2 separate regions of the Hordeum vulgare genome follow, and region 1 is linked to region 2. The links are chromatin contacts, called in public Hi-C maps. All regions are on one chromosome and are shown on one strand. Each heading gives the region's core, a stretch centred on a gene start, on an enhancer-like site or on the middle of the called end of the contact. The rest is flanking DNA. Distances are from core to core; before and after follow the strand shown. Region 1 holds the start of LOC123449169. Region 2 holds the start of LOC123449166 (zinc finger BED domain-containing protein RICESLEEPER 1-like).

Evidence for each region. A called contact is a pair of places that touch in the nucleus more often than the background predicts.
Region 1: a Hi-C map of leaf shows a contact between it and region 2, with 4 times the contacts expected there. The contact joins the promoter of LOC123449169 here to the promoter of LOC123449166 in region 2. A contact is called at or near these places in 2 of 6 Hi-C or Micro-C datasets (leaf and seedling).

Annotation. Positions count from the first base shown.
Region 1 is chr4H:505,661,193-505,667,268 of MorexV3_pseudomolecules_assembly, reverse strand. LOC123449169 reads right to left here and starts at 3,361. Exons shown (of 1, transcript XM_045126277.1): 1 at 107-3,361. The coding sequence starts at 2,319. The coding sequence ends at 376.
Region 2 is chr4H:505,019,547-505,026,285 of MorexV3_pseudomolecules_assembly, reverse strand. It overlaps LOC123449166 (zinc finger BED domain-containing protein RICESLEEPER 1-like), which reads left to right and starts at 2,627. Exons shown (of 4, transcript XM_045126272.1): 1 at 2,627-2,741; 2 at 4,150-4,449. The coding sequence starts at 4,152.

The DNA.
Region 1 (6,076 bases), core at 2,112-4,611, 640 kb before region 2:
CGCCGAGAAAATCACCTTGGAAATACTCATTAGCCAAACTAGCCATCTCACAAAAGTCAAGTCTATTTTGATTCATGGTTGAAAGCTTGTGCCAGTAAACTGTGAATAAACAAAATATCGCCTGATATTATTGCTTTTGAACAGGCATTCCCTTCTCCAATTTGCAGTTTTGTTCATATAAAATGATCAGCACAAATGCCACAAGAACAAGCCTACACTGCATTTACATGTCCTTCAAGGCAAACAGAAGCGTGTTATGTACACTCTACCAAAGCAAACAACTGAATCTGGAATCCGGAATCAGCAAAGAATGATCGACATAAATCTACACAAATACGGAGTACTTCAGTGCAGGAAGAATCATCAGAGTGTCACCTAGATGATCGATCCCCTGGACTGGAAGAGATCCAACCGGCCCTTGGCGTCCGACAGCAGTCGCTCGACGCGCAAGTCCTGCACCAGCTGCCCCTGCTTCGACGCCCAGAGGAGCACGGCGAGCACCCCGGCCTGCGCCACCTCCTCGCTCTCCGGGACATGCAGCGCGATGTAGCAGAGCAGTATGAGCGCCTCGATCTGCAGCTCGTCTCCGAGGTACACGAGCTGGACGAGGTGCCGTGCCCCGCCGTCGTCGACGATGGCCCTGCAGTGGTTCACGTGCAGGTGGTTCTCCGTGCACGCGAACTTGGTGAGCGCCACGATGGCCTCCTTGGCGACCGGCGGCTCGCGGTCGTCGAGCAGCCGCACCAGCGGGCCGATCACGCGGGTCTCGCTCGCGGTGAACGTTCGCGACAGGCAGCCCAGCGAGGTGATGCACGGGAGCAGCAGCAGGTCGTCGTACTCCCCCTTGCGCACAATGGAGAGCAGCTGCTCGGCGACGGCCTTGGCTGGCGGTGAGCTGGGCTTGAATGCGGACTGCCGCAGCGCGAGGTTGTGCTCGGCGACGCGGGTGATCTCCATGATCGCCATGGCGGAGTAGTACTGCAGGTGCGTGCCTGCGCCGTCGTCGCCCTTCTCTAGGAGCCTGGCGAAGCAGAGCAGCGCGCGGGACTCTGTTATGCTCTTGCAAACTCCCGGATGGCCGCGGGCAAGCTTCCACAGAGCCTTCGCCGCCATGGCCTTCATGTGCGCCTTGGTGGCCGGGTCCTCGGTCTCGCGCGGTCCACGGCCGCTCGAGCCGTTTGAGCTCAGCTGGGGCCTACTGGGCGGTGGAGCCGTGACCCGGCTCGTCGTCGTCCTGCCGGCTGCCGCGGATTGCGTCTGGTTGTTGCGTCCATTCGAGCCTTCCGACGAGTTCGGCGGTTCATTGGAGGAGTAACCGGATACTCCTGGGAGCATGCTGGGCGTGCTCGCGAGCACGACAGAGTGAAGCGACCTCATGTGCTCCGGCGGAGGAGGCGCAGCGTGCCGGGTGCTGCTTCCTCCGACAGAGTACCTGCTGTGCTCTTGGATGGTACCAGCGGCGAGGTGACCGACGAGGTGCCGGACGGCGTTGTTCTGCGCGAACAAGTCCTGGCATCTCGGGCTCTGGTGCGCGAGCGACGCGATGGCCTCGGCGGCCGCGGCCTGCACGCGCATCGGCGGCTCCTTCAACGCGGCGGAGTAGACGGAGCAGACCCCGGCATGGAGAAGCTTCTCCACGCTCCCCTCGTCGCGCCCAAGGAACCCGAGCGCCGTGGCGGCCGCCTCCTGGCCGTCATCGGTCCCTTCTTTGAGCAGCTTGACGAGGGGCGCGATGCCGTCCTCCTCCACGATGAGCTTGGAGAAGTGGGGGCTGTCCCGCGCGAGGGAGGCGAGGGTGGAGGCGGAGTCGGCCCGCACGGCGAGGCTGCCGGTGTGGAGGCGCGCGATGTGGTCCCAGATGAGGAAGAGTATGGGCTCGTTCTGCGCGATGTTTGGGAGGCCGCGCAGGTCGGCGTCGTCGTCGGCGCCGTTGGCGTCGGCGTCGGCGCGCGGGGAGGAGATGCGGATGAGCCAGGCGACGTCCTCGATGGCGGTGTCGAGCAGCGCGAGGGTGCGCGGGAACCCGGAGACGGGGTTGAAGGTGAGGAAGCGGCGGAGGCGGGAGTGGCTCTCGAAGCACCTGGCCGACATGCCTCCGGCCTTGCCCAGCGCCTGCAGGGTGCCGGCCACGATGCGCTCGGCGGGGCGCTCGTACAGCTCGGCCCGCGCCGCCTGCCGCAGCACCTCCGCGAGCTTCTCCGCGCGCGCCCGCAGGTCCTTGCACTCGGGCCGGAGGCACTGCCCGGAGCCCGACTGCTTGGCCACCTGGTCCGCGAGCTTGATCGGCTTCGCCAGCAGCGCCTTCACACCCTCCCCCATATCCCAAGAAAATCAAGCTCAAAACTCAGCAATAGCAGAACCTTAGCAGAATTGCACAGGACGAATCCCCCCGGATTGGAGCTTGAAGCCTTAAATTGGGCGAGACCGAGCGCAGAATAATACCGCCACCGACGAGCTTGCCGATCAGAACGAGGCGGGTGATGGTGGATGACTGGACCGGGGTGGATTCCAAAGCTGCGGTTTTGGCTATCCTTCTTCCGTTCCTTTCCGTCTGTTTGAAAGCAACGCACGAGCCGACGACGAGGGGAGGAGAGGAGGGGCCTGGGTTTAATGGGGCAGACCAGGACGAGGCGAGACGACCTGACGGGGGAAGACCGGAGAGGCAGGCCCGGTGTCGCTCTAGTGTGGACAGCCGCCCCCTGGCTACGTTTCTGCAGCGGTTTCCTGCGTCGAACTTGCTTGCGAGATTTCGTGCCAAATGGTGCGAGAGTTCCTCATGTTTTCTCTGCCGAACCTTCCCTTTCTTTTTCGGGGCACTCTTTTCCCGCTAACTAACCAAAGGTCCTAACATAACTTAGGCATCAAGTCCAAGTAGTCGGCCGTCCGTGTTGTCCAACAACAAGCTCTGATCTAATCGCTGGGTAAAGCTTGTGTATGACCCGGTCAAACTGGGCAACGACAGCGTCCTGATTAAGGAACGCGAGAGTGGTAAGCTAGGCCCAGCGTATGCAGTGATGGATGGGGTTGCTGCCTTTGATTCCATGATTGATTGCGATCTAGTACTACTAGCAAGTTATTCTCCCCACTATGGGTTGTCAGATTTGACAGGAGCGGCACGATATCTTCTCGCGGTCTCTTCGTAGTCTCTCGTTCTGGAGAGACATTCCTGGGCGACCATCAAAGCAGCATCTTCTTTGCCCGCTTGGGATAATCTCTGTTCAGAGACCTAAGTTGACAATCTTTTTGCCCTGTCCATTTGATAGAATAATACTCCCCTTGTGTCAAAATAAATGTTTTAACTTTATACTATTGAGTGTCCTGGTCCTTCCTGACGCTCAGTTCAACATGCTATGGGGTGCCTGCTAGCACGTGCAACCGAGGAGGCCTCAATATCGTGTGGTCGTCCAAAGCACAATGTCTTATGCCGAGGCACATGTATACTTGATAGCACAAAATAAAAAAGAAATTCTCCTCACAAAGCAAGTACATGGTATGGATAGAGATCACAAGTCCGGATTTTTTTCCTAGATTTGCAATCATGTCAGTAAGGAGAGTTGACGGAGTATGTCTACTATATCTTCCTCTTGAAACCCTCGAATAGCTCCTCATGATTCTCATGAGTGATTTTTCCAAGCGTCAAAGGTGCAACGCGTTGTGGACAGGTAGATCCAATTGCAGAATGTGGGCATGGAACTCTCAAACCCTCTCCAGGGTTTCCCCGCTCCACTTATATAAACATCTCGAGGTGGGATCAACACTTGAGGCCCATTAAAACTCTATGCATATGTTCCACACGAATTCAATCTGAGATCGATTGTTGAGATCGAATCCCATTTGAGTGCTCCACTCGGCTCCAATCCTAGTGGGTTTCTACCCTTAAGCTTGTGATAATACGCCTTCAACATATACATAATTTTGTATGATCCACGTCTATTATATGTAGTTGTGTAATTGGAGTTGTCAAGTACTAAAATCTAGTTTTTTTATCGCTATGTATTGAAGTTTGCTATGTTGCTCGTTGATGTTGCAATGTTTTTACTTTGAGATGTGTATGCTACCTTATGTGTTGGATGCCACCTTATCTATTAAAGTTTTTTATCGTTGATACTTCCAATGTTGTGGACCGTTTCTCTATGTATGCTACCTTATATGTTCAATTCATATAAAGTGGTTAGGAACTTGACATTTCTTTGTGTACAATTCCTAAATTCCTACAAGTGGTTCGGAAGCCCATGTGGTATACTTGACATTTCTGTAAATATTTTTCATTAACTAAATATTCAATCTTTTGTGGAATTACTGATCACAATGGTAACACGCTTTCTTCAATCTTTTTGAGCCTTTTTTCATTTTCTATAATTCTTTTGATGTGTTGTCAAAATTGATGGATGAAAATGATTGATCTCTACATGAGATAGGTGGGTGTGTGAAATTTTCTTTTCAAGTTTGTTTTATTGTCAGTTTATCATTTTTCTCACAAGCCATTGCACATAGGAGGCCTCCATGTGAAATGATTTCAATTTTTTGCCTTTTTCATTTTCTATAATTTATTTGCATGTGTTGTCAAAATTGCATGGATGACTAATCATATAAATGGTTTTGAAATTGAGTTTTATTTGTGGATACTGCATAAGTTCCTAATATGGAAGGTGAAAATTATTTTTTAGAATATGTTAGACCAAACTAGAGAACACTTGCAGTTCAAATTTGAATTATTTGATGTAAATCGCCAGAAATTCAATAAATCAATAAAATATGTCAATATCACTCTGAAATTCATGAAAATTGGGATTTGGAATCCCATATGGTATACTTTAGTTCAAAATTGTAAGGGCACAATTTATAATCTTATTTATGGCACTTGCTTCACAAAACATGACATGCACGACACTAGAAAAATGGAAAAATAACTTCTTATTAACCAAATCTTCAATCTTTTTGTGAAATTATTGATCACTATGGTAACACCCATGTTATTCAGAAAATGTTCATGTTATCATGTACTATGTCATGAAGATGCCTATGGGTATGGTCATCTTGGTTGAAAGTCATTGCTCTTCATATCAGATAGGTGAGTTTGTGAAGTTTTTTTAATTTTTTAGTATATTCAGTTTATCATTTTCGCCACAAGCCATTGCACATAAGAGGCCACCATGTGAAAGGATTTCAATTTTGAGCTTTTTTATTTTCTATAATTTCTTTCAATGTGTTATCAAAATTGCATGGATGACTAATCCTATAAAATGGTAGGGAAATTAAGTTTTTGTTGTGGATATAGCATACATTCCTAATGTGGACGGTGAAAATGATTTTTCAGAATTTATTGGACCAAACTAGAGCACACTTGTGGTTCAAAATTGAATTACGTGATGTAAGTCGCCAGAAATTCAATAAACCAATGAAATATGGCAAACACTATGAAATTCATGAAAAATGGCACTCGAAATCCCATGTGGTATACTTTAGTTTAAAATTATAAGGAACAATTTACAATCTTATTTACGTGCTTCACAAAATAAGTCGTGCATGGCACTAATAATGGAAAAATAACTTTTTATTTTTGATATTGTCAGTTTATCCTTTTCCCCGCAAACCATTGCACATAAAAGGCCTCCATGTGAAAGTATTACTATTTTTGAGCCTTTTTTATTTTCTATAATTTCTTTTAATGTGTTGTCAAAATTGCATCGGCGACTAATCATACAAAATGGTTGGGAAATTTTGATTTCTTTGTGGATACTACCTACATTCCTAATGTGGAAGGTGAAAATGATTTTTCAAAATTTATTGAACCAAACTAGAGCACACTTGCAGTTCAAATCTAAATTACTTAATGTAAATCATGAGAAATTCAATAAATCAATGAAATATGGCAACATCACTGTGAAATTCATGAAAAATTGGTAGTTGGAATACATGTCGTATACTTTAGTTTAAAATTGTAAAAGCACAATTTACAATCTTATTTATGGCACTTGTTTCATACAAAAAAGTCATGCATGCCACTAGAAAAATGGAAAATTAACTTTTTATTTTTGATTATGTGAGCTTATCATTTTTCCCACAAGCCATTGCA
Region 2 (6,739 bases), core at 1,378-3,877:
TTTGCCCCTAATTCCAAAGTGTGTTCAAATTTGCCCCTTCGTCGTCATGTGGCCTTATATAAATGTCCTTCCATGTCGTTTTCGTCTCGTCAAAGGGCTTTGCCCGGTATCTTCCCGTTTCTTTGACATGTTTGCCCCTATCTTCATGTGCCACTTATCGATGGGACCCACTCTCAAAACATAAATTGAAAAAAATCCCTTTCTCTCACCCCTCTCTCAGATACACTTACATGTGGGCCCCTCATCTATCTATCTCTCACCCCTCTCTCTCCATGTGGATGACATGCCGACGACCACTCCTTCCCAACTTCGACGAGAGTGCCAAACGGACGCCGCCTCTACTGCTGGCCTCCCATGACATCGCAACCCTTTCTCCCGCGTTGTCTCTTTGACGCTCTCCCTCGCTCCCTAGTTGGGCGCACGGGTGGCCAGCGGATCCAGTTCCCGACGGAGTCAGGCGATGGACGGTGACGTATGCCACGGGGAGCTCGTCGGGGACCTCCTAAGCACAAGATTTACGAGCGCGAAGGAAGAGGGAGCTCGAGGAGGGGCTCTTAGGGCCATGGAGAGGGTTCGCCGGAAGCGATGACATCAATCTCGAATGGGCGGCGATGCTCATCGTCAGAGATGAGGAAGGGGAGGGATAAGCACCAAATTGGCAGAGGGGAAATGTGTGTGAGCTCGATTGGATGCCGATGGCCTCTATTTGTTGAGCTCTCGTGCTCTTTGACCCTCTCACGCCGAGCGCCGCCCGCCACCGCCGCTCGAGCTCACTGCTACCGGTCGTCTCGACCACCCCATGCCTGTCGGCCACTTCAGTCCACTTCAGCTTCCCGCCGACAGCCTTACATGCCTGCTACGTCAGCACCACCCCATGCCAATTGCCTCATTTACACGCGTGTGCTCCTATCCAGTGCGAGTGTCGGGAGGTTGAAGAAAGAGAAGAGAGTGAGAGTGAGAGTGCTCAAATAGGGCCCACATGTAAGCACTAGGGGCAGAAATGTCTAAAAGACGGTGAGTTACTGGTCAAAGCGCTTTGACTCGATGGAAACGACATGAAAGGGCATTTCTATAAGGCCACAAGACGATAGAGGGGCAAATTTGAGCACACATTGAAATAAGGGGCAAATTTAAGTAGTGGGCTCAAGTTAAGGGCAGAAATGAAATTGTCCCTATATAAAACAACAAGTAAATGCTTAAAAAGTATCCTGGAATGATATATAACATCATGAAAGAATAAAAATTTATAGATGTATTGTAGACTTATGATCGACTAGCGGGGTCACGACCGGGCAGAGCATGCAGGCGCGCAGCGAGCACGGACGCAACACACGTGAGCAACCAGCAAGGTCGCGTCACCGTGACGCATGGGGAGAGGTGCGAAGTACGTCGAGGTGCTCGTGGTCGCGACCAACAAGGCTAGTGACGTCCATGATGCAGGCAACGAACGACTCGGGGTTCAAGGCTTCGTCATGTTCGTCCGGAATTTTGACGGCGTGTGGCACATCATGTGCTTTGCGGCGGTATCCTGACCATCCGTGTCACGATGTGTACCGACTCCTGTATAGTGTAGTCGACAAATCCCTCTTGATCCAAGAACATCGACATTGGCCAACGACGTATTCATCAGTCAGTTCTTGGAAGGAAGATCCACACCATAGGTAGAATAAATTTAAAAAACGAACTAACCACAAAAATTGAGTCGTGTTCCATTTTTACAAGAAGAGGGATCAAATCTTATACCTTCGCGCGTGCTTGATGCATGCTTGACGCACGCTTGGTGAAGAGTTGATGGAGCGAACCGTGCTGATAACATGTTCCGCAACTTCGCTGACGAGTCCGATCCAAGGTTGCCAAGCGAGAGCTAGCATCATAGATGAAGTACTCAAACACACAAAGTAGATGAACATATAGAAGCACGGAGGAGACTATCTTTATTAACGATTGATTTATGTTACAATAATTGCTCCTTATATATTTATATGGAGGTAGGAGTCAAGGGATAAGTACCCGTTTAACATAAAGTGTGGAACCGGGAGGGGCTACGCTGTGCGCATCGCACGCGTCCGCTGCCACCCTCGTGATGGACCCGATTTCCCAACACGTTGATCGATTTGTTTTCTTTCGGGTTAGAGAGGGGTCTGTGGTGTTTATGGCTGGACGTTCGGTATGTATTCCATGTCAGTGGTAGCGGAACGCATCGAGGTGACGACCTGACATGCTTTGGTAACTGAACACACCTAGATGATGACATGACATACTTGCTTATGTGGATAGGTTGCATTCAAGAAAAATAATATAGTTGGACATTGAGGTGGACACTTTACATGTCGAGAGGACCGAGATCAACTTTTTAGAAATGTAAGATTTGATTGAGTTTTTTTTTCCACTTTCTGAGGCTTGTAAACAGAGCTAGTTTTTTTTTGGTTGTTTGAGGCAAACATGCTTTTTATTACTGGACCGGCACCATTACAGGGACGAAGTTAAGCTTAACCCCAAACCTGGGTACAGTGGATACACGGGCCCTGAACCAACCCATATCTGGAAGTTGGGTCGGGCCTGGAGCTCGCCACCCACGAACCCACATACCCACAGACCATCCAACTCCACGCCCTAACCCTACCCAGACCCCTCTCTGCACCGGCGCCGGCGCCGCTGCCGCCGCATCGCCGACGTCGATCTCCGGCTCTCCCGATTCTGCCCTGATTTGGATTTCCTCACTTGTTCTGCGTTCTCATCTAGTAAGAGAGTTGGGGGAGCAGTAAGCGACTCGATCCCAGTACCCTTTCTTTTCTCCTCCGAATTCCGTACCTGTCGGCTCCTATTTGCTGCTATGGATGTGTGCTAATCTTCGTTGATATGTTCCGCTTCTCTGATTGTTTCCCCTCTAGTAAGAGAGTTGGGGTATAAGTGAGTGTTAGTTGCAGGGGAAACCGTAACAAATTAAGTGTGGAACTGTTAGCAAAGCTCGAACCAAAAGTTAATGGCGATCGGCTTGCCATCCTTTTTTTTTTCCTAAACACGCAGCGCGTCATTTCATTGAGAAGAAAGTGCGAGCGACCAAACTTACAATGATTTACAATGAGCACTGCACCCGCCTCCGACTGAGGTTGTGGTCGTCCCATAGGTCGGCTAGCGTTCAAGACTGGCTAGTATTTTTGGCTGCCTAATTTAGCGAGTAAACCAAGCACAGCGCTTCGAAGGCCGCTTCATGACAGCTGCCATACACATCCAGAACATCGACTCCAGGGCTACACCATTGTGCTTAGAGGAGTCGGCTAGTGGACGGCAGAACCCGGTCAGAACTCGGGAGGTGTCGTCCAGTATACGCTGATAGCAACACACATTGTACCCCCGAAGTCCACACTCTGCATAGAGGATCAACATTTCGTTTGTCGCCGCCAAGCGTTGTCGGCGAGAGGATCAACATGGTGAACAGAGGCTTTGACATCGTCGACTCTGGCTCGTCGACTCTGGCCGCAACCAGGCAGGGAAACAGGTGATTTATTTTTTATCTTATAAGCCAAAATCCAAAAGCCATAGTTAAGCCTAATCAAACACCCCCTAAGTGCACACGTAGGCACTTTTTTTTCTGCCACTTGTTGGCTGCCACCCAGAGAGGTAAGTAGAAATTGCCGGCTGTTGCCGTGTTGAAGTGGGCATCACCTACAGGCCACTGCTGCCGCCATGCCAGAGTGCCACCAGGATGTACCTGGCAGCGCGGGTACCAGGCACACCTGCCAAGGGAAGATGTGTGGCCGCACTCAGCCATCCACTGAGAATGTGGGGTCGGATGAGGCAAGCAGGGCTGCAGGGGAAGGCCCCACCTCTGTGGCTGGCTGGCTGGCAGGAGTCCATGGCAAGGATGTGAGGTAGGGGCCGAAGGCCTGTGGCGAGGATGCGAGGTAGGGTCGAAGACCTGCAACTGTTAGGGGTTGGGGGGGGGGGAGGGCTAGTCATCTGCCTGGCAACCTACCACATTCTTTTATGCTTCCCTGTAAAAAATCATGCTTACAAAAATGTGTACTTCTCTGTGTTCAAAGTTATATCTGTAGGTGAGGTTGCCTCTTTTGCTTTATTTCTTATTTATCTACTCTGCAGTTTAATCATATTCTTTGCTAAAAATTGACTGTGTTGTATCAACTGCAGCTATGGAAAACATGGATGAGTATGACAGTGATGCTAATATGCCATTAGGGATAGACTCTGATGGAGCTGCTGCCTCCAGATTCAGAAAAAAGAGGTCTAAGGTGTGGGAAGAGTACAAGCCTATATATATAAACGGAGTGATCCAGAGCGCGGAATGCCACTACTGCCATACTCTCATGAGTTGCAAAGGAGCTGATGGACGTTCGAATGGAACGAGCCATTTGTGGCGACATCATAATAATTGTCGAGCAAAAGAGGAATTTGACCTGAGCGAGCTGCATGATACAAACTTCCCTTATGGTATGTTTATTTATTTCTTTTATGCGTCATAATTTAGGTACTTGAGTTACCGAGGCATGTGTATGGTGTATTATGCTCCCATTTGGTGGAACCACTTTGCATATGATGCTTGCTGTATGTAAATTTTGTGTTGTTTTAGGTCCACTTTTGCATACGTTGCTGTTTAGCTACATGCTTTTGTTAAAGTTGGTGCAAACATAGTTTAATATAGCATCCATCTATGAAATACTATGTGACAAGAGAAGACGACTATTTCTGTACTTGTACACAGGCAACTATCCATATTCTTACGACATTTAGTTCAATCTTAATCTGTTTCTCCGAATGAGACACCGTTAATTACTAGAAACCGGACCTTATTGATTTTAGCCTACAACAACAACAAAGCCTTTAGCCGCAAACAAGTTGGGGTAGGCTAGAGCTGAAACCCATAAGATCTCGCAACCAACTCATGGTTTCTGGCACATGGATAGCTAGCTTCCACGCATCCTTGTCCATGGCTAGTTCTTTGGTGATGTTTTAGTCCTTCAGGTCTCTCTTTATGGACTCCTCCCATGTCAAGTTTGTCTACCTCGATCTCTCTTGACATAATCAGCACGCTTTAGCCGTCTGCTATGCTTGGAGGCATGCGCTGAATATGGCAAACCATCTCAGACGATGTTGGACAATCTTCTCTTTCATCGGTGCTACCCGAACTCTTATCCCGTTTATCATCAGTTCCGAACCCGATCCTTCCTTGTGTGGCCACACATCCATCTCAACACGTGCCTGTTGAACATGTCGCCCTTTAGTCGGACAACACTCATCGCCATGCAACATTGCGGTTCGAATCGCCGTCCTGTAGAACCTGCCTTTTAGCTCTTGTGGCACTCTCTTGTCACAGAGAATGCCAGAAGCTTAGCGCCACTTCATCCTTTCGGCTTTGATTCGATGGCTCACATCTTCATCGATATCGCCATCCTTCTGGAGCATTGACCCCAAATATCGAAAGGTGTCCTTCTGAGGTACCACTTGCCCATGAAGGCTAACCTGCTCCTTCTCCTTCTCCTTGTGCTTAGTTGTACTGAAACCGCACCTCATGTACTCGGATTTAGTTCTACTAAGCCTAAACCTTTCGATTCCAAGGTTTGTCTTCATAGCTCTAACTTTCTATTAATCCCCATCTGATTATCATGGACTAGCGCCACATCATCCACAAAGAGCATAGACCATGGGATATCTCCTTATGTATCCCGTGACCTCATCCATCACCAAAGCAAAAAAGATAAGGGCCAACCCTTGGTGCAATCCTATTTTAATTGGGAAATCATCAGTGTCACCATCACTTGTTCATACACTTGTCACAACATTATCATACATGTCCTTGATGAAGGCAATGTACTTTGTTGGGACTTTGTGTTTCTCCAAGGTCCACCGGTATCTTATGGCAAGCTAATCCAAGTCAATGAACACCATATGCAGGTCCTTTTCCTCCCTGTATCTTTCCATAAGTCGTCGTACCAAGAAAATGGCTCCCATGGTCGACCTCCCAGGCATGAAACTAAACTAATTTTTGGTCACGCTTGTTATCATTCTTCTTAAGCGGTGATCAATGACTCTCCCATAGCTTCGAAAATTAGTACTAATATACTTAGCCTCCATTCTTCCGACATCTTGTTTGCCCGAAAAATGAGGTTGATAATCTTAGTCACCAGTACTATCGCTATGTTCGAGGCCGCTCCACACTTCAATGGGGAAACAATCAAGGCCCATCGCCTTGCCTCCTTTCATCCTTTTTAAAGCCTCCCTGACCTCAGCCTCCTGGATTTGGCGCACAAAACGCTTGCTGTTATCATCAAAGGAGTCGTCCAGTTCTGTTGAACCGGTATGGGCCCAAGCCCATCCTCTTATCTCTTAGGGCCCAAGCCCATGTGGAGGGACTGACCTAGAAGCAAGCATCCAACCCTCTCATTCCCAGTCCAAGCCGCCACACAACAACTCGACCTAGGTACCTCTCTCTCTCTCTCTCTCGTCAACATGGTATCTGACCAGGTTGTGGCTGCGGCGGCTTAGCCGCTTGTCGGCGGGGTCCGGCGGGGTCCGGCAGGGCCAGGCGTGACGAGGGACGACTATGTGCGGGGTTGTGCGCGCGCGCGAGGCGGTGGTGCTGTGACGCTGGTAGGGCCTGAGGAGACGGCGATGACGTCCGGCAAGGTGACGGCGAATCTGGGCGGCGTCCGGCGAGGCGGCGGCAGATTTGGGAGGTGCGGCTCGTCAGCTGAGAGGTAGGAGGAGGAGAGCTGTTGTGCTG